Linked DNA regions of Sus scrofa: region 2 is linked to region 1. A link is a contact called in public Hi-C data. All regions are on one chromosome and are shown on one strand. The core of a region is the stretch at or near the end of the contact, and the rest is flanking DNA. Distances in the headings are between cores, read along the strand shown.

Region 1 (5,610 bases), core at 1,859-4,358:
AGTCCATGGTGCTTTATTTATTTATTTATTTGTCTTTTCCAGGGCTGCACCCGAGGCATATGGAGGTTCCCAGGCTAGGGGTCTAATCGGAGCTATAGCTGCCGGCCTACACCACAGCCACAGCAACGCGGGATCCAAGCCGCGTCTGCAAACTACACCACCAAGCTCACGGCAACGCCAGATCCTTAACCCACTGAGCAAGGCCAGTGATCGAACCTGCAACCTCATGATTCTTAGTTGGATTTCTTAACCACTGCGCCATGACGGGAACTCCGAGTCCACAGTGCTTTAAGTGAGTGAATGAATGAATGAATAGATAAATAAATAAATGGTACCATTCTCCTTTCCGAAGAATTCTAGTAAAGGCAGAAATAGAAAATCACCATTAGAACATCACAGGCAAGATCCACTGATGACTGCTAAGAGCAGTAAATGAAAGTTTAAGGGAGAACAGGCTTATGCCTCAAATATCTCCCCCCCAAATATGTCTTAATTACTGTAAGGTTTTAACAAATGTCCACAGATTCTTCGATGTTCTTCCCTCCAGAAGGTGGGTTTAATCTACTCACCCCCTTCCCCTACCCTGAGATTCGGCTGCACCTAGTGACTCCCTTCCAAGGACTGGGGTCTGGAAGGGGGGACACAGTGATCACGAGTGACCAAGTGGTCACGGTCAGCATCACTGGTAATAAGTCAGGTTTATGTCAGGAACGGCCTGACTGAAGTGGAGGAGAGGGGCATTTCACTTTTGTGGTACACTTTCCCAAAATCCATAACCCCAGCCTGGGCAAGAGAAAACATCAAACCCAAACCAAAATACTTGCCCAATGCTTTTGCAAAGTGTCAAGATCATAAAATATAAGAAAAAGCCAAAAACGTGCACAGATAGGATTAGACTCAAGAGACATGACATCTAAATGCGATGTGGGGAGTTCCCATCATGGCTCAGCAGTAATTAAAACCGACTAAGATCCGTGAAGATGCAGGTTCGATCCTTGGCCTCGTTCAGTGGGTTAAGGATCTGGTGTTGCCATGAGCTATGGTGTATGTTGTAGATGCGGCTTGGATCCCAAGTTGTTGTGGCTGTGGTGTAGGCCAGCAGCTGTAGCTCCAATTGGACCCCTAGCCTGGGAACTTCCATATGCTGTGGGTTCAGCCCTAAAAAGCAAAAAAAAAAAAAAAAAAAAAAGAAGAAGAAGAAGAAAATAAATGCTGTATAGTATCCTGGACTGGATCCTGGAACAGAGAAAGGTCATTAGTGAAAAAATGGTGAAATAGGAATGAAGTCTGTAATCCAGTTAATTTCCCAGTTTTGATAGTTATATATGCACAAAATGTTCACATTAGGAGAAGCTGGATGAGGGAAATGCAGAAACTCTTTGTACTCCCTGTGTATCTCTTCTGTAAGTCTAAAATGATTTCCAGATATAAAGGTTTTAAAATAAAAGTGATGATCAACTTTTAAAATCTTATGACCAAGCTAAATTAGCTCTTAGATACTTTTAAACTAACACTGTTGAAGAAAAACAAAGTACAGTTTTTTAATGTCAATAATTTAGTTTCACTGATCATCATGCAATTAGTTTAATGTGAAAGTGGGTGAAGATAACATCATTTCTCATTCCATTTTATATGTTCTGTGTAAAAGTTTAAAGGTTTACACTGTATCCTTGTATTCTGATGGTCTTAGGGTTTTTTTTGTTTTGTTTTGTTTTGTTTGTCTTTTGTTGTTGTTGTTGTTGCTATTTCTTGGGCCGCTCCCGCGGCATATGGAGGTTCCCAGGCCAGGGGTTGAATCGGAGCTGTAGCCACCGGCCTACGCCAGAGCCACAGCAACGCGGGATCTGAGCTGCGTCTGCGACCTACACCACAGCTCATGGCAACGCCGGATCGTTAACCCACTGAGCAAGGGCAGGGACCGAACCCGCAACCTCATGGTTCCTAGTTGGATTCAGTTAACCACTGCGCCATGACGGGAACTCCCTAGGGTTGTTTTTCAATGCATACAAATGAGTGGAATCTTTGTAAGTTTTCCAATTCATAAAATTAGTAATATTAAGAATAATTTAATAAAATTAAATGGAATTTTTAAACTTGTTTCTTTGCAATAAATGTAATTCAAGTACAAGACAATATGACAGGAGTTCCTGCCGTGGCGCAGTGGTTAAGGAATCCGACTAGGAACCATGAGGTTGCAGGTTCGATCCCTGGCCTTGCTCAGTGGGTTAAGGATCCGGTGTTCCCGTGAGCTGTGGTGTAGGCTGCAGACGTGGCTCAGATCCCCTGTTGCTGTGGCTCTGATGTAGGCCGGCGGCTACAGCTCTGATTCGACCCCTAGCCTGGGAACCTCCATATGCGGGAATCTCCATATGCCCCGGGAGCGGCCCTAGAAAAGCCAAAAAAAAAAAAAAGAAGACAATATGACATATTTACAAGTACGAAGACAACAGACTATTCCTCATTATCCCTCCAATTACCGCTGCAGTAAGGTATCCTCTCCTTCGTTCAGAATATATTGGTTATCAAATATACTCCAGACATTGTGCTAAACTCTTGAGAAATACAAAAAAAATTATCATTGGGTCACTTCTTACTCTGCCCAGTCCCAGAAAGTCTTGCAATTGCCAAGTAACACTAAAAGCTGAGGTGAATCGTAATCCTTTCACTCCCCACAAGCCTGAATAAGGCAGTGTTATTATTATGTAAACCCTATTTTTATGCCTATGTTTACGAGAGAGGAGGCCACTGCGGTTCAGAGAGGTCAACGGGCTTGCCAGAGGCTCACAGCTAAGTGAGAGGCCAGCACTCACCCTTAAACTACGTCCGTTTGCCCCGGACTCCACTGCAGGGCAGGGCGGTGACCGTGAGGTGCTTGGGTCACCACACCGGCGCGCTCCGCAGGGGATATCCTCTCACCCTCGCCTCCCGGGCGCTCTCCGCTTTTCCAGGGCACCCCACAGCCAGCCCGACTCTGCCCGCTGCGGGCTGCGCGGCCAGGGCGGGGCGGGCGAGGCGGGGCGGGGCTGTCCCCCGAGCCGGGGGCGGGGCTCCGGGGAAGGATGGGCGGGGCGGGGCGGATGGGCGGGGCGGGGCCTGACCCCGGGGAGGCCGGGAATCGGGGCGGGGCCGAAGGTGGGGCCCGTCCTCACTCTGCGCCTGGAGCCGCGGCCTGGACGCTGCGCGCAGGAGAAAGGGAACGATCAACGCTCGGCTTGCTGGGCCGCGCTTGCTTCTCAGTTGTCCGGCTGCAGCATGGGGCCTCTCCCGCGGACCGTGGAGCTTTTCTACGATGTGCTGTCCCCCTACTCCTGGCTGGCCTTCGAGGTGACGCCTGGGGAGCCGCTTCAGCCGGGGCTTGGAGAGCAGAGGGAAGGGCGAGCTTGGGGCGCGGGAACCGCAGTCTTGTGAAACTCCTGGCTCTGCCCGGCGCGTTTAAGACACGTTGATAGAGCCAGGGCTGAAGGTCACTGTGTCGGTAAACAGGATACGATCGCTGGCTCCAGGGAGAGCCCTTATATTCTAAAGTAGGGGTTTCCTACAGTGAAAGAGGAACAGCTCCAGAGAATGTAGGAGAAATCCATGGCACCGCCACTTCTTAGCCCTCAGATGTCAGTTTTGCGGGGTAGCGTGCAGAACAGATAAAAACTGTCCACAAAGATCCTGGGATGGATTTCTAGGCGTAGAGAGTTTTGCCATTTCAAACCAAGCACTTTAGGGCCTCCTCCTAAGCCCTTCCCTGCACGTGTAGCCTCTGGCTGGTCATTACTACGAACCTTTCCCTTCCCTCAGCCTTTTTCACTGCCCATCTTTCACTCTCCATCTTCGCCTCCTCTCCTGCAGATCCTGTGCCGGTACAAGAACATCTGGAATGTCAACCTGCAGCTGTGCCCAAGCTTAATTGCAGGGATCTTAAAAGACAGCGGTAGGAAGGCGTTTTCTCCAAGGATTTGAGGGAAGACTGACTTCAGAGACCCATAGGCGCTACCACTGGAGTTTCATATTGGTGGCAGCAGCCAGTAATATGCCCTCTGCCCAAAGCCTGGGAAGGAGTCCCCCGGGCCTGGGACTCTTAGGTGTCTCTTACCAGTGAGCCTAACTGTCCATTTTCAGGAAACCAGCCACCAGCTATGCTTCCCCGCAAAGCTGTGTACATGAAAGAGGACATTAAGCGACTGGGACACCATCTCCAGGTTCCCATCCACTTCCCCAAGGATTTCTTCTCTACAATCCTTGGAAAAGGTGAAAAACATGGGATATAGATGGGGCATCAAGTGGGGAGGAGTAGATTTGGAGATCGCAAGGCTGGGAAGAAGAGGCTTAGGTGCTACGTTAAGTGCAACAAACCTTGGGAAAACTCAGGATAAGAGTTGAGCGAGGTTGTGGGGACGTAAGGACAGGAAGAACAGGACTAATCAGTTCCCAGAAACTTGGGTGGGGGGCTGAGGGCAATGGCGCACTGCAGGGTGTCAGGTGCAGGAAAGAGCTGGTCTTCCATGGGAAGCAGGCTAGGAGGGCCCTACTTCTGAGGGCCTCTGCCCCACAGGAAGTTTGACAGCCATGCGCTTCCTCACCACCGTGAAACTGGAGCACCCCGAGATGCTGGAGAAAGTGTCCAGGGAACTGTGGATGCGCGTCTGGTCACGGGTGAGCGCAGGGCTCTGGGAACCCACGTGCGAGGATACCCAGTGTGACTTGGTGACCTTCCCCTAGGTCCTGCCCTCCGCGTTGTTCCCTGACCTGGTGCCCTCTGGGTCCTGCCCTCCGCGTTGTTCCCTGACCTGGTGCCCTCTGGGTCCTGCCCTCCCTGTTGTTCCCTGACCTGGTGCCCACTAGGTCCTGCCCTCCGCCTTGTTCCCTGACCTGGTGCCCTCCATCACACCCCTCACTCACCACCCCCCTCATACCAAGTGTCCTCTTCTTCCCAGGACGAAGACATCACAGAGCCCCAGAGCGTCCTGGCCGTGAGTGTCCCCTCTCATGGGGAATCTGAGTACACTTGGCATTGGGTGCAGAGAGGACAAGGTTTTCTTACTGGGTGGACGAGGTCATAGTTATTTGGGGAGGAAGGATGTTTGAGAGGCCAAATCACCAAAGCATTGGAACTAAGGACTCTTGAAAGAATATTTCATGGTTGAAAGAGGAAGTGCAGAATTCTCCCTGGGTAGCATGTATTTGATGAAAGAACTTAGTGGCAGAGAGGGAATAATTGTTGGCACCTGCCAATGGGAAGACATGAAGTATTGGCAAGTCTTGGCCTCAGGACTCCAACACAAACCTCACCAAGATATCTGGAGTGGAAAGCAGAAAATTAAAAAAAAAACAGGCTTTAAAAAGACAAAAAGAGATAACAGACTCAAGTAGAATTATTCAGAAGCCTCGATGAGAAAAATGGAAATAGCTCAAAATATTAAATGTGTGCCAGCCATAGATGGAGGTATAAAAAGTGAGTTTTTTGGAGTTCCCATTGTGGCTCAGCGATAACGAACCTGACTGGTATCCATGAGGACTCGAGTTCAATCCCTGGCCTTGCTCAGTTGGTTAAGTATCTGGCGTTGCGGTGAGCTGTGGTGTCAAGTCTCAGATGTGGCTCAGATCTGGTGTGGCTGTGGC
Region 2 (5,610 bases), core at 1,827-4,326, 160 kb after region 1:
ACTGAGCAAGGCCAGGGATGGAACCCGCGTCCTCATGGGTACTAGCTGGATTTGTTAACCACTGAGCCACGATGGGAACTCCAACTTCCTTATTTTGTAAAGGAGAGACTGAAGCCCATAGAAAGTTCATTTTTTGCAAGGGCTTTCATCACTACTCTCCACTTGGGGAAAAGGCAAGAAAAAACACCATCAACTAAAATTTGGGGTGGTACGGGCCAGAGGCAGAAGTATATGCTGCTGTGTTTTTGATTTATGTTAGGAAGTTCAAAGCTAGGACACGGGGGTATCCAAGCTGCAGCGATGGAAGGGACCTAGAGCCTGTGCTTAGGAGGAAGCAGGGATGGGGAAAGCTTGGGGTGATGGGCAGGTGCAAAGGTGGTGGGTGGTTAATGTGCAGCTCATTAGCGAGGCTGCCATGGCTGCAGCTGGGGCAGGAGCAGCAGATGTTCCCAGCTGTAACTTGCTCCTCCCAGTTCCAGCAGTGACAGATGGGGGAGAACCAGCTGCCCAGGATCTGCAACAAGGATCCTTTCACTTATCACTCTGGTTGCTGGCTGCTACATAGGTACATTCTGGGGAGCCTGCACCTGGATGTGTATGTGTTTTGAAAAGATGGAGAGGGGAAGAGGGGGGCAAGGCAGACAGTGGAAATGTGACTGCTGCTGCCTTCTTGAATTGTTTAGCCTGCAAAAGGGGACTCGCATCCGCTCCAGCCCAACCAGGGAAGAATTATTTGGGTGGGGGAAGCAGGGGTAGCCCGTGGGAGCCAGCAGATGGACCTGCAGCTCTCATTGTAGAGTGATTAGCTGGTTTATGAGATGAGGCGCCTATTAGAGCTGGCCTAATCCAGTATTTTCCAAGCAGCCTCTCCTGTAGGATACATTATGGTTTAGTCTATTAATTCTAATTACAGGCCACTCTGTGGGAGAGCTGAGAGTGGAGCCAGGACCCTAAGACTCAGAAGGAAAGCAGGCTAAGTAGCCTCAATTCCAGAAATAGAGGTTGGATTCCTACTGGAGGAGCAAAGGGAAAAGGGAACATTGGCGAATAGGGTCTAGGACCAGAATGAAGAGGTCTTGAGACTGAGTCCCAGAGGGTGTGGCACCTGGGGAGCCTCCTGTGGTGCCAGGGCCGGCTCTGCTGAGTGCAGCAACGTGCGCTCTAGGACTCACAAGATCCCACCTCTCTGCTCCCTTGGTCTTCAGAAATATTCCAGGAGGAAAGGGGCTTGGAATGCACGGTGTGGCACAGAGCTGCAGAGGATGGAGGAGGTGCCAAGGGCTCTGGGACCGCCATGGGGCAGCTTTCAACTTTGGGGGAGGGGGGCCGTCAAAGACCCTTTCAAGAATGTGATGAAAACTCCGGCTCTCCTCTCCAGAAAAAAAATGTCCCCATCCACGACTCTGAAAACCCTTTGATGGGGTCCCCGACCCCCTAAAACCTGTGCAACCCCATTGGGCTGGAGAGACCGCAGACTTTTCTGTGTTTGGGTCTCAGCCTTCAACCACCCCAGGGATGGTCCATCCTCTTCCCAGAGGGAGTAGGCGCATCTTCCTCCAGGTCCTCAGAGTATTCAGCCCTCCCTTGCTGGGGCAGGGAGGGGAGGAGCCAGCCTTTGAAATGTTCCCCTTGGGAACCTTCAAGCCTGACCGCCCCCCCCCAACCCCAACCAGGTCCCATTCAGAAGACTCTGACTCACCTCCCCTCCCCCTCCCAGAGGAGACACTTCCAGTTTTTCCTGCTCTTTTCTCTGTTTCTCCACCCACCTCACCGCCCCATTTCCCACTGGCCTTCAGCCTTGAGCCACCCTAAGTCTTACCCCCCCCCACACTTACCCCATCCTCTGGGGGATCCAGCAGCCAGCCCAGCTCTCCCTGCGCTGTGCTAGTGTCCATCAGAGTGACTGAAGGAGAGAAAAGGGGCTGGTCACCTCCGAGGGAGGAGGCAACACAAATGCAAACCACATTCCTCCTTCAGGCCCCCAGCCCCAAGGCATCAACACCCCGCTCTTAACAGCCGAGTTCCAGAGGTTCAGGGGAGGAAAACGACCCAGGAAGGAGTGAAGAGCTCCAGGGATTAGTCTGTCCAATCCCTGAGGGAAGAGGGAGAGTAGGGCAAGGGTTGGACGGCTGGACCTTTGACCAAAGTCAATGGCAGGAAGCCTTAGGAAGAGCAGCCCCAGAGAGGACCGTCAGCCTCTCAGGCAGCCCGGGGGGAACCTATCAGTAGCAGAAAAGGAAGGGTGATGGGCCAGAGAGGAGTTCAGCCTCTGGGGGGTCGTGAGCCGGCAGGAGGTGGACAAAAGACTTTGGAGGGAGTTCCTGGGTGGGGAGGTTCCCTGCCGCTGCCAAAGGGCCTGCCCTGCCTGTGATTAGGGATGTGGAGTAGAGGCACAGCAAGGGGTCTGGGAAGTCCAGGTGTTAGGGGCAGAGAGTGTGTGCAAGGGTCCACGTGGAAGGATGGACCTCTGCACCCGGGAACCCCTGCACCCCTAGTCCTAGCCCATCCCCCAGCGTCAGGTCCCTCTGTTCTCCTGCCTGGCTTGGCACAAGGCGACTCCCACCTCCGACTCCAGAGGGTTCGGATCTGTGCTTTAGGTGCCCGAGGCTGGGGCTGCCTGGGAATAAAGGATCCCGCCCCCCCCACCCCCCCCGATTGCTGGCGTGGAGGGAGGCCCCTCTGGACACTGCTTCCTCCCAGCTGCCAGAAGCTCACTCCCCACCCCCAGGAGCAAACCGCTGGCCACCAGGGGCGGAGATCACTGACCCGGGAAAGCAGCTGTTTGGGGTTAAAGACCCAAGACCGGCCAGGCCAGTCGATGGCCCGGCGGCGGGGCAAAACAAGAGCGCTAGCGAGGGGCGCGAGGAGAGGGCCTCCTTAGGAATGCCGGCTCCCGCAGGAGGGGGCGGGGCGGGGCGGGGCGGGGCGGGGGTCGGTACCTTCCTTGGCGCGCGCCCCCGGGGGCAGCAGGGCGCAGAGCAGCAGCAGCAGCAGCCTGAGCCCCGGGGCCCAACGCCGCTCCATGGCGCCGGGCCGGGACCTGGGACCTCGGCCCGGACCGCGGGGGCAAGTCGCTAGGACTGGGCGAGCGGAGCAGGGCGGGCGGGGGCGGGGGGCGGGGCCAGCGCTGGGGGCGGAGTCCGGGCCTCACCTGGATCACCTTCTTAAAGGGACAGTAGGGGAGGAAGGAAACTTGTAAAGCAGGCAATAAACTTCAAAAACCGGAGGTGTCTTGACTGGAATGAGACCGCGGGCGCCGCCTAGTGGGTGGGATTAGGAATTGACTAACCCAGTGCTAGTTCTGACCCTAAACCCAACCCTGCCTTGATGGAGCCTTTGGCCTAATTCTACCTTGGACTTGAACTACACCCTTGTATTTCTCCCTCTCCCTTTCTTCAGGGCCTAGCAAGGTAATAGACACGGGGGAAGGCAGGGTAAGAGACACATCTTGATGTTCCGGCCCGGGAGGCTTAGATGACCATACTGCAAGGGCGGGTGCAGCTTTTAGAGACGCACCTGGAAGGTGGGAAGAGGAAGCAAGCCAGCCAGGGGCACATGAGGTGGATAGACTGTCATCCGCGTTTTCAGTGGCAGAGATTGGGCAAGGCGTGAGCAAGACCCTGAAGGCAGGGAGCCTCAAGTTGCCTCTGGGAGTGGTGAATGGACCAGTTTGACTGCTGGGGCACAGGATTGTCTTGGGAACCAGGCAGAAAAGCAGGTGTGGGCTGGGACAGGGAAGGTCTTGGTAAACACGTTAAGGAGCGTGAACCTTACCACGCACTTTACAGAGCAAAGGAGGGATGGGTGAGGCCTTCTGCACGCAAGTGGTAGAGGATCTAGTGGTGTCACCCCACGGCCCTCTCACCTGTTGGAGACTGCCTTCCAGCATGTGCAATAGATGTTTCTTCAGTTTCTACTCTGCACGCAGAAAGCTCTGAAAGCTTCAGAGAAGAGTAAGACAGTCTTTGCCCTAAACGAACTCTTGTCTGAGGTGGGTAGGGGGCAAGGGCTTTATGGCAGGAGCGGACCCCAGCAGAGGCACAACACAGGGGTGACCGTGGCTCGAAGGAGAGTGATCCTCTACTGAGGAACGGCAGCCAGCTCCATTCCTGGGGCCTCTCCTTCCTACACCCCTCTCTGGCTCCATTTCCTTTGGGTGAATCATTCATAGTTTTTCCATCATTTAAATTGTTGCATGTTTTAGTCCCCCTGGAGGAAGGGAGGTGGTACATTATAGGTGCTTATTTTATTTTCAAAAATTAATACTTCTCAGAGTTCCCGTCGTGGCACAGCAGAAACGAATCCGACTAGGAACCATGAGGTTGCGGGTTCCATCTCTGGCCTCACTCAGTGGGTTAAGAAGCCAGCATTGCCGTGAGCTGTGGTGTAGGTTGCAGACACAGCTCGGATCTGGTGTTGCTGTGGCTCTGGCGTAGGCCGGCAGCTGCAGCTCTCATTAGACCTCTAGCCTCCGTATGTCTTGGGTGCAGACCTAAAAAGACAAGAAAGACAAATAATAATAATACTTCTCAGGGTTTTAAAAATATATATACAGATAATTATAAGAAGAAAATTGTTAAGTTCCTGGCCCAGTCTAGCCTCGTGATACAAATAAATGTAATCCAAGCCACTGGTGGGAAAATTCACATAGAGCAGAAAAGAAACAAAACAGAAAAGTAGAATCATCTCTCCTCCCATCCACTCCCAATTCCTGTCCCCAAAGTTACCCACCAAAGAGTTCCCATTGTGGCTCAGCGGTAGCGAATCCAACTAGCATCCATGAGGACGCAGGTTCGATCCCTGGCCTCGCTCAGTGGGTTAAGGATCCGGCGTTGCTGTGAGCTGTGGTGTGGGTCACAGACAAGGCTCAGATCTGGCGTGGCTGTGGCTGTGGCGTAGGCCGACGGCTACAGCTCCCATCTGACCCCTAGCTTGGGAACTTCCATATGCCGTGGGTGCGGCCCCAAAGAGACAGAAAAAAAAATTTATCCACCATGAATTGTGATTCACCTGGGATGTCCTCCCCTATGGACACACCATCGTATGTCTCCCCCAACCCTGGCCCAGACGCAAGCTGTTAGAAGGTATATACGGAGGGGCCATAGGCTACCCAGGCCCTGCCCCAGAGGCCTCTTTCTGACATAAAGGACTTTGGGAAGGAGGAGGAGGCTCCCGCAGGCTCCCTCGGGTCAGAGCTTTGTGATTTCAGCGGGGAGGAATGGGCAAAGAGTGCACAGCCAACAGAGGGGGGAAATGGAGCAAGCTTTGGACAATTGTGCTAGGAAATAAGCCAGACGGTGGTGAGGTAATGCATGTGCTCGGTGCTGTGGTTCGTAAAAGTTACAAGACCCTGGGGACTCAAGGGGGTGCGGTGGGGGCTGCTCCGTGCAAGGAGAGGTGGAGTCTGGAGGAGCCTGGCTTTTGTTTCTGCTTCTCCATCCAGGGTCTGGCCGTGCCGCTGAGGGGGAACGAAAGCCCACTTCTGTCTGCATTCAGGATGACCCCAATGTGACTAGTCCTTGTTCCCCTTTGTTGTGGGAGGAGGCGTGCCTTCAATGTTGGACTCTGTCCTTAACTAGCAGGGCAGCTTTTTTGAGTTATTTGCATGCT

What was found. Hi-C and Micro-C count contacts between places; a contact is called where the count stands out from the background.
Region 2: a contact with region 1 is called in a Hi-C map of liver, with 3 times the contacts expected there. The contact joins the promoter of EPHA1 here to the promoter of GSTK1 in region 1. A contact is called at or near these places in 2 of 5 promoter capture datasets (fetal liver and liver), 22 of 47 Hi-C or Micro-C datasets (alveolar macrophages, blood, brain and 12 more) and 2 of 2 datasets of contacts at active chromatin or transcription factors (alveolar macrophages and skeletal muscle).

Annotation. Positions count from the first base shown.
Region 1 is chr18:6,996,566-7,002,175 of Sscrofa11.1, reverse strand. GSTK1 (glutathione S-transferase kappa 1) reads left to right here and starts at 3,108. Exons shown (of 8, transcript NM_001315574.1): 1 at 3,108-3,324; 2 at 3,841-3,922; 3 at 4,111-4,239; 4 at 4,544-4,644; 5 at 4,926-4,961. The coding sequence starts at 3,253. LOC106508196 (a long non-coding RNA gene) reads right to left here and starts at 3,010. Exons shown (of 4, transcript XR_001304823.2): 1 at 2,811-3,010.
Region 2 is chr18:6,840,771-6,846,380 of Sscrofa11.1, reverse strand. It overlaps EPHA1 (ephrin type-A receptor 1), which reads right to left and starts at 3,076. Exons shown (of 18, transcript XM_003134566.5): 1 at 2,940-3,076; 2 at 1,836-1,903. The coding sequence starts at 3,024.